Linked DNA regions of Astyanax mexicanus: region 2 is linked to region 1. Evidence: chromatin contacts called from public Hi-C data. All regions are on one chromosome and are shown on one strand. The core of a region is the stretch at or near the end of the contact, and the rest is flanking DNA. Distances in the headings are between cores, read along the strand shown.

Region 1 (6,703 bases), core at 2,192-4,691:
ACATTGTGCTAAATTTGGACTATGTAATCTTGTACAGCACTGGTCAAATGACATGTTTCAGAAGTGAAGTGAAGTGAAACATACACACAACTATTTTATCTATGATGTATTTTAAAATACACCAAAAATCAAAATTATACATTATATACACACTATTAATGTTTTATACAATATCAAAGTATTCGTAAATTACTGTTTAGGAAATATTTTTCAACTTAATGCATTGAATGTAGTCTTATATTTATATTAAAATATTTATTTATTTTGTGTTGCAGTAGTATTTTCTTGAAATGAATAAAATCCCTGTTTTGTCATATTGTCAAAAATATAGGTATTACAAAAAAAAAACACTCTGAAATATTGTGATACCATTTTAGGTCCATATCGCCCACCCCTACTCAAATCTGCCTTGTTAGGGCAGTTTTCATTCTACAGCAGAAATAATGGCATTGGCCTCAGTGTTCCGATACTTTTAGAGGGCACTGTAAATGGCATTGCAATACAATTAAAATTCTGTGGAGCTTTATTTTTCATCATCTGCTCTTGTGCGCTAAAGTGCACATATTGTAAAATGTAAATAAAATGAGTTACAAACTAAACAGTCTTTGCAATTTGTTTGCTACCACCCCAATGCTTGAACAGCTTGAACACAGTGATATTTGAGATGTGAAATAAAGTGTATAGGATTTACAGAAAGTGTGCAATAATTCTTTAAACTTAAAAATTAGGCAGGTGCAAAAATTTGGGCTCGCCAACAGAAAAAAGATCAATATTTTTTGCAGAAATAACAGCCCCTAAAATGTATGTTTATATGTGAGAAAAAGGAAACCACTTAAAAATGACGAGTTTCTTTGATTTTACCAAACTGAAAACCTCTGGAATATAATTAATCAAGAGGAAGATGGATGATCACAAGCCATCAAATCAAACTGAACTGCTTGAACTTCCAAAAGCAGTGTGCAAGACTGATGGAGGAGAACTTGCCAAGATGCATAAAAACTGTGATAAAAACACAGGATATTGATTTGTGAAAGCTCTGCATCTTTTTTTAGTTATTTCAGACATTTCTCAATTTCTGCAAATAAATGCTCTAAGCTAAATGTTCTGTTTTATTATAGAATAAAACAACAATGTTCATTTTACTCAAACATATACCTATAAATAGCCAAATCAGAGAAGCTGATTCAGAAAATGAAGTGGTCTCTTATATATATATATATATATATATATATATATACACACACACACAGGTGGTGGTCAACGAATTAGAATAATTTTTAATAGTGCAATCATGAAATTCTTTGAATGCATTTTTTGTGCAGAAAGCAAATCAGGTGTTCACTGCACCTGTCCTACTCGTTAGACTAATCACAGAACTCGTTACCTGGAAAAAAATTTGCTCAGCTGAGCTTTCCAAAAGGCCCATTTAGGCCATTTAACTGTGACACTGTTGTTTTATTGAATTAGAATAATGGAGAAACCGTTTCATTGAATTAGAATAAATGCTCGAATTTTTGTTTTCTGTGAAGAGTGTTCACTGTGCAGTATAAAGTCAGGGTTAGTAGTTAGGGTGAGTAGAATTTCTAAGTTGTAAAATCAATCATGGGTAAGCAGCGCGACCTCTCAACCGGAATAGTGGCTCAAATTCAAGCCCTTCGCCAACAAGGCTTGACCCAAACTAAAATTGCTGAGCAGCTCGGCATCAGCCAGTCTTCCGTCTGCAAAGCTCTCAAGAAAAACTGCAGCAAGCGCACCAACTGTTCCGGCGTCCGAAAAACTTCTGCTCGCGACAACAAGCAGCTGAGAAAGATCGCAGTCAGCAACCGGTTCAAGTCCACTTCCGAGCTCACCGACTAGTCGAACAAGCAGACCGGCGCTGACGTCTCCAGATCAACCACTTACCGTCGTCTGCGCGAACTCGGCTTCAAATCTCGCGTTCCAGCAGTAAAACCGATGCTGAACAAGAAACAAATGGAGAAACGGCTGAAGTGGGCCAAAGAACACGGCGAGTGGACTGCTGAAGACTGGCAGAAAGTGGTCTTCAGTGACGAATCACGCTTCTGCATCTCCTTCGGTGACCAAGGTCCTCGTGTCTGGCGTCGTGGTGGCGAAACCTACAACCACGAGTGCGTGAAAAGATCCGTCAAGTTTCCCCAGAGCGTTATGGTCTGGGGATGCATGTCCGCTCGAGGTGTAGGGAAACTCTGCTTCATGACTGTCAATGCTGCCGTATATCAAGATGTTCTGGAAACGTTCCTGATTCCGACTGTTGAGGAACAGTTCGGCGAAGAAGACTTCATATTTCAACAGGATCTTGCACCGGCTCATGCGGCAAAGTCGACCAAAGATTGGTTCACTAAAAAACAGCTTGAAGTTTTGGCATGGCCGGCCAACTCGCCTGACCTCAATGTCATTGAAAACCTTTGGGCCATCGTCAAGCGGAAAATTCGCGACAGAAAGCCTACTACGCTGGACCAACTGAAGCAGAACATCGCCACTGCCTGGGAAGCTGTGAGTGCGGAAACTTGCGACAAGCTGGTCAAATCGATGCCGCGGAGACTTCAGGCAGTCATACAAGCCAAGGGGGCAGCCACAAAATACTGAGAAAGTGATGATTGTAATTATAATAAAAATTATTCTAATTCAATGAAACGGTTTCTCAATTATTGTAATTCAATAAAACAACAGTGTCACAGTTAAATGGCCTAAATGGGCCTTTTGGAAAGCTCAGCTGAGCAAATTTTTTCCAGGTAACGAGTTCTGTGATTAGTCGAACGAGTAGGACAGGTGCGGTGAACACCTGATTTGCTTTCTGCACAAAAAATGCATTCAAAGAATTTCATTATTGCACTATTTCAAATTATTCTAATTCGTTGACCAGCACCTGTATATACATACATTTAGCTTAAAGGACAGAACAAAACAAGGCAGGACTAGACTGCCCAGCCCCTTTCCTCTCTCTCTCCTCCTACAGTAAACACGGCTGGGTTCTCTGGTTCTCCGGTGTTCTTACCTTCCTTTTCCGTACCGACAGTTCCCGTACACATAATATTTACAGAGGTGCAGGTCCTGGCAGCCGAAGCACTCCTGTTTAGCGTAGTTTTTACACAGGCGGATGGAGGTTTTAGCCACGATAATGTATCCAGCCTCCCAGCTCTCCGCCTTCTGTCCGTTCCGGACCACGGAGAACCGCGGGCATTTCTGCACTATGTACCAGAAATCCTCCTCGTTAATGTCGAAGCGCTGGCTGACCTTCCTGTGCAGCTGCGCCAGGTCCATGGAGCCTTTATGGCCGCATAAAACACTAGTGGCGTGGTGAATTACCCTCGAATAGCTCGACATGTTCTCCTCAGCTCCTGCACAAACCCTCCTTCACCTTCCTCACCTCCTCCTCCTGCAGATACTCTCGTTTCACAGTAAAAGAAAGCAGCTCTCTCTCTGTGTGAAGTCAGTGGATAGGAGTATAGACATATATACATAGATGCCAATAGCCTGCATCCTGGCGTATCAGCGTGGCCGCCATATTGGTTGGGTCTCCCAAGCGCCACCACTGCATTTATTTCTACTGAGGAAAGGTGCACCTAATAATTACTACTCTACCCATTTTTACCTGATTTTTACATGGGTTGGTTTGTTACAAACAGCAGAGATGTAGTAATGATACAGGATGCTGTCATAAGTTTATATAAGTGTATTAAACACGTACCTCAGTAAAAATAAATGCACTGGAGTCGCATAGAAGACCCATCCAATATGGCGGCCACGTGCGGCGACATCTATTTTTAAGTTCCTTTTGTTTTAAGTGGATTAAAAAATATATTTTATGTTAAACCTGTAAACCCTTGAAAACGAATTACCGGGGTAATGGAGGGATTTAATACTTATTGCTTAAATACATTTCAAGGCAATACAGGAAACGTATTATGTGTGTGTATACATATGTGTGTGTGTACATATCAAATCAATTAATTTATGCGCTTATCAATATGCCATACCACATGTCTGTCTTTGTTAAAGAGCATAATACAAAGTATTTCAGCATAAAGCACGTATTTGTAATGTGTGACAGCGTCCTGCATCATCCGTGTGAGAATCGGGTAAAATTGGGTAGAGTTGTAATTATTATCGTTATATTAAACACCTTCCTCAGTACGAATTCACTGGGGGCGCGTGGAAGACCCATCCAATATGGCGGCCACATGCGGCATCTATGTATACCTGTCTATAGTTACAGCACCTTCAAAATACCAGTCCGCTGCTGTTGTGGTGAGTTATGCCAGGTTCACATTACACGACTTTTTGAGTCGTCAGTCATTAATATAATAATAATGTGGCGGCTCTGGGTTGTGTGTGTGGCTGCCTGTAGGCATGTTTCTGTTCTTCTGTGTGTGTGGCCTTATGTGTTCTGTTGTGCTATGTGTGCTGTGTTGCTCTAGCCTACGTAGTTGGTACCTCCCCCGTAACCTAGGGTATGGGGAGGGGCCATGCAGATGGATGCTGTTTAGGGCACTCACCATAAAGTAAGTGAGTAGTGAGTTTAGTCACTTGGTTCGGTTGGTGGCCTATTTGGGTAGAATGGTTTTAGCTCTCCTAGTCTTGTTAAAGACTATAAGTGAGTGGAAAGCTTCTTCAATATAGGAGTTGTTGAGTATTCAACATGAGTCTCGCGAGTCTTCCTTCCTCTTCCACGCCACAATAATAATAAAAAATAAATATTTATATTTTTTAACTGCCGCTGATGCAGCATTGCCGAGTAGCGACTCAGTTTCGACATATCAGGTCAAAGAGGCCCTGTACTGATCAACATCACCCTAGGAATGATGAGAGAAAAGAGTACCATCTACCCACCCAGAGAGAGCAAGGCCAATTGTGCTCTCTCGGGGCTCCGGCACCTGATGGCAAGCTGCATGAACAGGATTCGAACCAGCTATCTCCTGATCATTGTGGCAGCGCTTAGCCCGCTGTACCACTCAGTATTTAAATTGTATTTTTAAATAATACACTTTAATTTACATGGCAGTAAAGTATAATTTTGTTAAATTTTAATTGAATAGATATAGCTTAAAATGCATTTATGGAAATGCAGTGTGTACAGTATACAGTATTAATATGTTAATAAAAGATCTTAGCTACAAGACAGTTTTAAAAACATTTGTTTTAAAATAATTTTCTAACTATTAATATAAATAAATAATTAGCTTCTTATTTTTAAAGTGTTTTAAAATAATATTTAATATTATGTTTGTAAACCCTTGTTAACGAAGAACAGGGGGTAATAAGGGGAATTAAAACCTATTGCTTAAAATACATTTCATAGAAATACTGGGAAAGTACTGTAAGCGAGTTATGATTAAAAACTATATTCAATTAACTGTAACTAAACAATTACAGTGTAATTATGTATATAAAATAGAAAATCATCATTCGATCATTATCATCTTGTGTGAAGCATACTTCAGTTTCACAAAGCTAATAATAGCAGTGTGGTAATACATGTATATGTGATATACAGCTGGCCCAGCAGGGGGTGATACAGGACAATTTAAATTTTACTATTTAGAATATACTTAAGCAGACCATGAAATGAACATGAGTATAATAATACAAGATTATAGCTAGAACACAATTTTAAATAAGTGCCCTGAAACACTTGGATGGTTTTCATAGTCTAAACTCGCTGGAATAATGAAAAAAGATATTTATTAGTTAAATGGAGCCATCTTTCAAGCATTCAAATATAAGTAGGATGTGCAAAATTAAATCATTATTTTATTTCAACCAAACACTTAAAGAATGGTTTATAGGTAGGGCAGAAAATCATTAATTGACAAAGTGTTTAAAAATAACTTAAGAGAGTTAACCCATACATCTCTGGAAAAAAATGAGTTTACCAAACTAAAAACCTCTGGAATATAATCAAGAGGAAGATGGATGATCACAAGCCATCAAACCAAACTGAACTGCTTGAATTTTTGAAGCAGGAGTGGCATACATTTATCCAAAAGCAGTGTGTAAGACTGGTGGAGGAGAATACACCAGGATGCATGAAAACTGTGATTAAAAACCAGGGTTATTCCACCAAATATTGATTTCACTTTATGAATATGAACTTTTTTTTTTTGCATTATTTGATGTCTGAAAGCTCTGCATCTTTTTTGTTATTTCAGCCATTTCTGATTTTCTGCAAATAAATGCTCTAAACGACAATATTTTTATTTGGAATTTGGAAAAAATGTCTGTAGTTAATTGAATAAAACAACAATGTTCATTTTACTCAAACCAGAGAAACTGATTCAGAAACTGAAGTGGTCTCAATTTTTTCCAGAGCTCTATTACGTTTTTACGATATAGAAAAATCAATTAAATAAAAGATATGGAATTGCAGTTGCTTTGTTATTGAATTATATGGAGATGGGCGGAGCATCACATAATACTGCAACCAGTCAGCAGGAGCACTAGTGGAGAACTGTGGTGGTTTTACTTTCGAGAGACGCTGCGCTGTCCATTCTATTCTACAGACAGTAGAGTGAACCAACAGAAATGTTACAAAAAATAAAGTATTTTTCTGTTGACTTCCTCTGAAAAGCTGCAATTTTGAAGATTTGATTTTGAATAATCAATCAATCAATAATCAAACTTATATAAATAAAAAAGTTCTTTCTTTGACTTCAAAATAAAAGTAAAGCGAACAATCAACAACAAT
Region 2 (6,703 bases), core at 2,886-5,385, 140 kb after region 1:
GAGCCAAGTGGACCAAAGGTCCCGCTGTTGCTCACAGAGTTTTTTGTGTGTAATATCCTTCAAATGTAATATGTGTAGATTTCTCATTTGAGTTGACTATTTGATTTGACTATTCAATGCAGAACGCAAAAAATGACTTCAGACGTATGACTTTAGACGCATGCATAACAACATACACGTCACAACATATCAAACTAATAAGGCATTTAAGATAAGATAAGATAACATAAAATAATCCTTTATTAATCCCACAATGGGGAAATTTGCAATGTTACAGCAGCACAGAGAAAAGGAGAGAAAAATATCAGGAAAATATATAAACAAATAACAATAAATCTATACATTCAAAAGATTACAAAAAATATAATAAAGAAAAATATATACATCTAGTGCAGCTAAGATAAGGTCAGAGCAGATATGATTATGGTAGGTTGTGACCAGTATTATTGCACAAGGACTAACAGTGAATAAATAGCAAATAAATCATAGATGGGAAGGTAAGAAAAATATTGCCCGTTAAACATATTGCACAAATGGTGATAAAGAGATCACAGGACACATTGTAAATAGAATATTGCACACGATAAAGCACTACAGCTATATTGAGTAAGTAAGTATATGAAAGGCATTTTAACAGCCAAAGCTGTTTTACTAAGCGGTATCAGAGCATGCATGTCATAAACAGCCCAAAAAAACTGTCAATATCTGTCAATAATCAATCAAAATCAATAAAATTAGGCAAGAACAAATAAAAAGAAAATATAGTCAAGAACCAAAAAAGAACAAAACAAAGAAAAGGAGGAAAAAGAGCAAAGCGGAAAAAAGTTACGTTGATGTAGGTGTTGTGAGTATTAACAAGGATAAGAGTAATACAATAACTCAGTTGTGCTCTCGGCAAAGAAGAAAAGCTGCCAAGTGGGAGGCAGGGGAGGGTTCAGGCAGGCGGGATAAAGGAGCTACAGTACCTGTGAGATTAAATAAGCACCGGGCTTTAGCCTGCAGCATCTGCTGCTGAAGATGAAAACTAAAGACAGAGCTGAAGTTCTGCTGGGAGAGCTGCTGGAGGACACAACACCTTTTCTTATTTGCTCTGAGGACTGGAGGTGTTCACCAGAATCTAAAAATGGAAAATTTGTCCAAAAATAATTTGGCACAAGCACGCATAGCCACAACTTTTAACAAACAACACTGACTTAGAAACTACTAGATGTAGTTTAGTAGTGTTACATTACAAGGGACTAGATTTTCCCACATCATTTATAAAAACAGAATATTATCGATTTTCAAAACCTAATTGTTTGTTAGGAATTAAATCCGAGATTCACTCAATATCACAATAAAACTTTTGCCTATGAACTAAACTTGTCCTTCCGCTAAAATCCAATTTTTCTTGTTCTTTGTAAAATACAATATGTCTCTCTGAGTTGTATATGGATGCTGCACATGAAACTCTTCCTAAACCTCCATTTTCTGCAGTAGCAAGTAAAAGAAAATGCTCAGAAAAATTAGTTGATCAGGAAAAGCAACGTGTCTACGTCAACCTGTGAATTGGTATTCATGGCCACGCCCACCTTGGCTCGCAACCGCCCACAGGCAGAGCTGTGTGTCTATGGAACACCACCAGCGAAGTACAACTGAGATAGGTAGGTGTGTATATTAGAACAATTCTGTTTACACTAGTTTAATGTAAAACATTTTACTTTCTGGACCTGGACTACCCACCTCTGTGTGTAAGTAACTAGGTTTACACAGAATCTCCAGTGGATTTTGCATTTTACAGAGACTCTAAGACTAGGTCAGTGGCTGAACTGCACTTGTTGTAACATAACATATATAACATATAACATTGCAAAGACTGTTAGTGTAAAAATGTCTTTATTTTAAAACGTTATGTTTGCATGTATGAATATTCATGAGCAAGAGCCGAAATCCTGTCAAGAATCCCGAAAGAATGATTAATGACTTTTTGGCTTGAAATATAATTTAATAATACAAAAAGAAAGCATGCTTTTCTGATTGCCCACTGTTTTATCCGGATCATCATTAAATATAAAATGTAAAGTGTAGATTCACTAGTGGTTTTGGATAGTAAATACGAGGGCTGCATTTAAAGTGTAGACATTAAAGTGGCACTAAACCCCCTGATTTCTGCTGACTCCACCCTCAGCTCAAATTTGAAAAAGGCAAAAAAAATTGGTAGGGGTTGTTTGAGAGGGGCTCTGTGTGATGTATGGGTTTATAAACTGGGCAGGAGTCCATAGCACAGTTGAACCTGAGAGGGGCTGCAGAGACTAAGCAGGACTGCTATCGTTCATTACGTAAAAGGAACACATTTCAGCTATATGGTTTGGAGTTAAGTGGCTCTTAGGACTGTTTTCTTTTTTCTCTACGGTGAACCATTTCACAACAAACCACTCTCAATGACTTTGTTTACGTCATAGCCATTGGATTATGCCAATTTAGAACAATTGGTGGAATTTCACCTTCTACAGTTAAGTGAACTTTGTTGATGTTTTGCTCATACAGACCTAATTACCATGAGTTTAAGTGAGAGTGTATAAATGAAAAGCTACTCCAGTACTTGTCATCCTAAACCTGTTTTGTAAAAAAGGGTTCTTTGGAGCAGTGCCATGGTACAGGGGGCTCTGAAACCAATCCCTAGCCTCCCCAGACAGTCCAGTCTTGTTTTTTTTTCAGTCTCAACTCACACAAAGGGATAGAGCAAAATGTGGACCACTGACACAGAAGAAATATCAATCCCCTATGAAACTAAGTACCCAAAGTGGGTAGAGGATCATTAAAGCATTCAGAGAGGTAAAAAAAGTATTTTAGTATGGTGATGTTGAGCAGTGTAGTCTGTGTTAGAGCTTTAAAAGGCAGATAATAAGAGAAAGTGGTTCTCAGTTCAGTTCATTTTAGCATTAAATTACGGTCATTAGTTTATACTAATTAAAACACACCTGACCCAAATAATCACCTAACAACTAACTAATCAACTAACTATCTGCCCTCGCTGAGGCAAGCTAAGTAAAAAACTAGCAGGACAAAGTTACTCCAGAACCACAGAGCTAACCCAGCTAACTTAAGAACCATAGAGTCTAAAATACTTCATATAAAAAGATATGTGTATTTTTTTCCCACTGAAACCTATTATAAGAACAAATGTTAACGTAGCTTAATGTACTAAAACAACGAGCCAGAAACACAAACATCTCTAATTTATTTCACCGCGTAAAACGTGTTACAGTGTTTAAAACTGGTCTCAGCTCTCCTCAGTGAGGGCAGTTAGTTCAGTAGTTGGATCAGCTGGGTTTAATATGGTAGAAACATACGCTGGTGTTGCGCCGAAAAGACTCCCCTGCCGATCTCTGCAGCTGCACTGTAGCATTAGCTTAAAGCTAACATTTTTCTAATCACAACTCTTAATTAAACGATCTCAAAAGTGAAGTTTAGGAGTAAAATGTACACAGAATAAAACGTACAGGGTTCTGAACATATTTATTTACCACAGAATGTGATAGAGCTTTTTTTAAAAAAGCCCATTCATTTTCCTTACAAGGAAAAAGCCATACGAGGACTACAGATTGACCCACCTCAGTGGTCTATGTGCAAGGGTTGGTTATAATATAGGCTCCTAGGACATATTCAGTTAAAGCATATTTTTAATCATAAAAAGCACAGTTTCGTTAAATAATACTAAGCATATATTTTTTTATTACATCACCAGTAAAAAATTTGCACAGCCAAATAAAGTATACTTTAAAAAAAGTTTTCTAAAATACTAAATGTTTGAAAAAGTAGAAAAAGTATACTTTAATTATTCCGCATATAGTTCAAGTACGCTATTATTTTATTTAAATGCACAACTTTATTACTAGGTCATGGATAAGATCCCCAGTCTTTGCAAAATCTTAGCCTGTACTTAGTACCCTGAGAAGACATTACTGCCATCTAGTGCTTTTACTTGTGCAAAATATATATATATATATATATATATATATATATATAAAAAATCTTGTGTTATTGTTTAAATATGTTTGCTACATATATATTGTCGTTTTACAACACTGGAGTTATTCGTAATTACTTTTAAATAAAAATGTGTTCTTCTGTTTTTAGAAACAGGACTTTTACTGTGAATTTATTGTGGAAATGGACCGGAAGTTTACAAAGCGATAGTCTCACGGTGCGAGAAGCTCCGCAGTGAGGGAGTTTAAAGCGCCCTTTAACTTCGTTTATTTTACTTTAAGAGAATACTTTTCTAAACAGAAACAGCGGACGCATCGATGGGATAACGCGGCGATGCTCACAGGCCCTTTAAACCGGTATTGAGCGTGCAGTGTGCGGACTGTGTGCGGAGTTTATTCAGCCATGGAGTCGGCCTCCAGAGGTGCTTCACTCGCTCACAGATACACAGATACCTGTAGCTACAGGCTGTATTTCTGTATAGCCAACGCTAACCCAGCTAGCGTTCACTCTCTAATAAAACCTCTACAGCAGCTAAACATGCTGCAGTTCTGCCTACATTAGACTGATTTAATGTTTCGTATATTAAATAAATTATCGAGTTAAATGTTTTAAAGTAAGAGAGGTAAAACTAGCTAACCTAGCCTGCTTGCTTGTTTGTGTGTGTATGTATGCTGTTTGTGCTTGCTTATATGTATGTTTGTGTGTGTGGTAAATAGGGCTGCAACTATTAGTCGATATAATCGACAGGGTCGATTAATTAAATTTGTCGACTACAAATTTCATTGTCGACTAATCGTTCATTTATAACAGTCCCGCATAACACAAAGTGTTGATGACAAAAATTCAATGTGAAATGTGTAAATGGATCATATCCAACATAACATATTTAACTTACTCACTGAATATCAGTATTTTGCACATTTAAACAACATCTAGACATTTAAATGCCTTTAAAAGTCATCTTCAGCTGTTTCTATTGGTTTTAGAGATGGAGGAAATGGCAGAAATAATCGGTGACTAATCGACTAATCAAAAAAATAATAATCAAATTAGTCGACCACCAAAATAATCATTAGTTGCAGCCCTAGTGGAAAACGGTTGTATGTTTATTCATTTGAGAGGAAACTATGTATTAAATTGACCAAATAGATTTTTTTATTAAAGGAAAATGTCTTGATTTAAGAGAATGAATTTAAGAAAAGATTTATTAAATTGATAGAATGCCTTGATGAATTGAGTGAAAAGTGTGATAAATTAAGATGAGTAAGAGATAAGATAAGCCTTTGTTAATCACACAATGGGGGAAATTTGCAATGTTTTAGTATTGCAGAGGACAGAACAGAGGTGTCAGGAAATGCACAACAGTAAAATATATAAGATACATATCTTCATTTATATGAAAATGAAGCTTCAGTACAGATCTGTCTATTCATTCTTCTTAATATTATTAATTCTGTTTCTCTGATGATTTAGGAAAGGCCAAACGCAGGCACCTCAGTGCTTCTGAGTGCCACAGTTTGAGCCAAAGCAAAACTGGCAGCCAGTCGATCACCCAGCCTTTCACTGTCAACCTTAACAACGGTGACCCGAATCGTGGGATGCAACCAAGGACTCCCACTAAAAGAAGAAGAAGAAGAGGTATGTGTATGTATGTATATGTGACACACAGTTGGCTAAGTACTTAGTTCAAGAAATTCAACCAGTATCTTTGGCCCCATCCCATTTCTCTTTTGTACCCTTAACCCTTGTTTTAGAGTGTAACAGAGTTACAAGGGGAAGGGTGAAATCATCCCCCTAAGAATCGTGAAAACCCTTCAAGAACCTTATACAGATATAGGTTATAGCAGTGGTATGCAAAAGTTCAGTAACCTAACTGCTGATTAACTATCGTATCATAACTATTGTGATATCAAAAGTCTTCAGAAAGGGGGCAGATTGTGCAGCAGTTAATTATTATTGTCATTACTTAATTCCTCTTTGATGAGGAGCTGAAAATAGCTAGCTACTGAGAAGAACAACTTTTTTTATGCTTGTTATGAACAAAATGGTGGTTATTGTAATTTTTACCAAGAAAAAAATCTTACATTTGGTTCCTTGTGCTGTCATATTGCCAGTAATTTCTCATAGCCCTGAAAGTAATCAAGTACAGTGCTGATGTAACAGAATAGACAGTTACTGTTCTTCAAAAGCTTTTGGCTGATGTTGCCTTGACAGAACTTTGAAAAGGAGAAGTTGGTTGTCTCATGTGAAAATATTGAAATTCTATTGAGCTAAGTCTAAACTAAATCTACCTTAAACCAGTAAACCATTACACTAGGGTTAGCTGACTAAGAAATTAGTCAGACTTTTACAATTAACATGTGCTGTTTGCGTTGTTAGGGTAGCTTAACTCTTCCACTGGGTTTGGTTTGTTTTACACAGTGAAAAATGCAAGTGCACTATAATGCATCACAACGTGCCAGGCAAGAAACCAGATACAGTAAAAAGGTCCTGTGTTCTGAACTAGAGCATATTTCTGTGCAGTTTTATATGGAGCAGCAGCAGGGGTGACATTGTTCACAATGGTCTTAATTATCTGGGTAGTATACCAGGTTAAACTACAACTGAGACCACTTATGGTACTTTCAAGGGTGTTGAGATGCATTGTGTGTTATGTTTTGGTCTGTATCAAAGTATGTTTTCTGTATTCACACCTGGCCAAATAAAACGTATCAAGGGCAGAATCAAACCCTAT

What was found. Hi-C and Micro-C count contacts between places; a contact is called where the count stands out from the background.
Region 2: a Hi-C map of muscle shows a contact between it and region 1, with 16 times the contacts expected there. The contact joins the promoter of fbxo18 here to the promoter of parp12b in region 1. A contact is called at or near these places in 2 of 3 Hi-C or Micro-C datasets (both in muscle).

What each region holds. Positions count from the first base shown.
Region 1 is chr2:7,002,359-7,009,061 of AstMex3_surface, forward strand. It overlaps parp12b (poly (ADP-ribose) polymerase family, member 12b), which reads right to left and starts at 3,442. Exons shown (of 8, transcript XM_007252379.4): 1 at 3,014-3,442. The coding sequence starts at 3,342.
Region 2 is chr2:7,140,167-7,146,869 of AstMex3_surface, forward strand. fbxo18 (F-box DNA helicase 1) reads left to right here and starts at 4,136. Exons shown (of 21, transcript XM_022671866.2): 1 at 4,136-4,390; 2 at 5,443-5,607. The coding sequence starts at 4,372.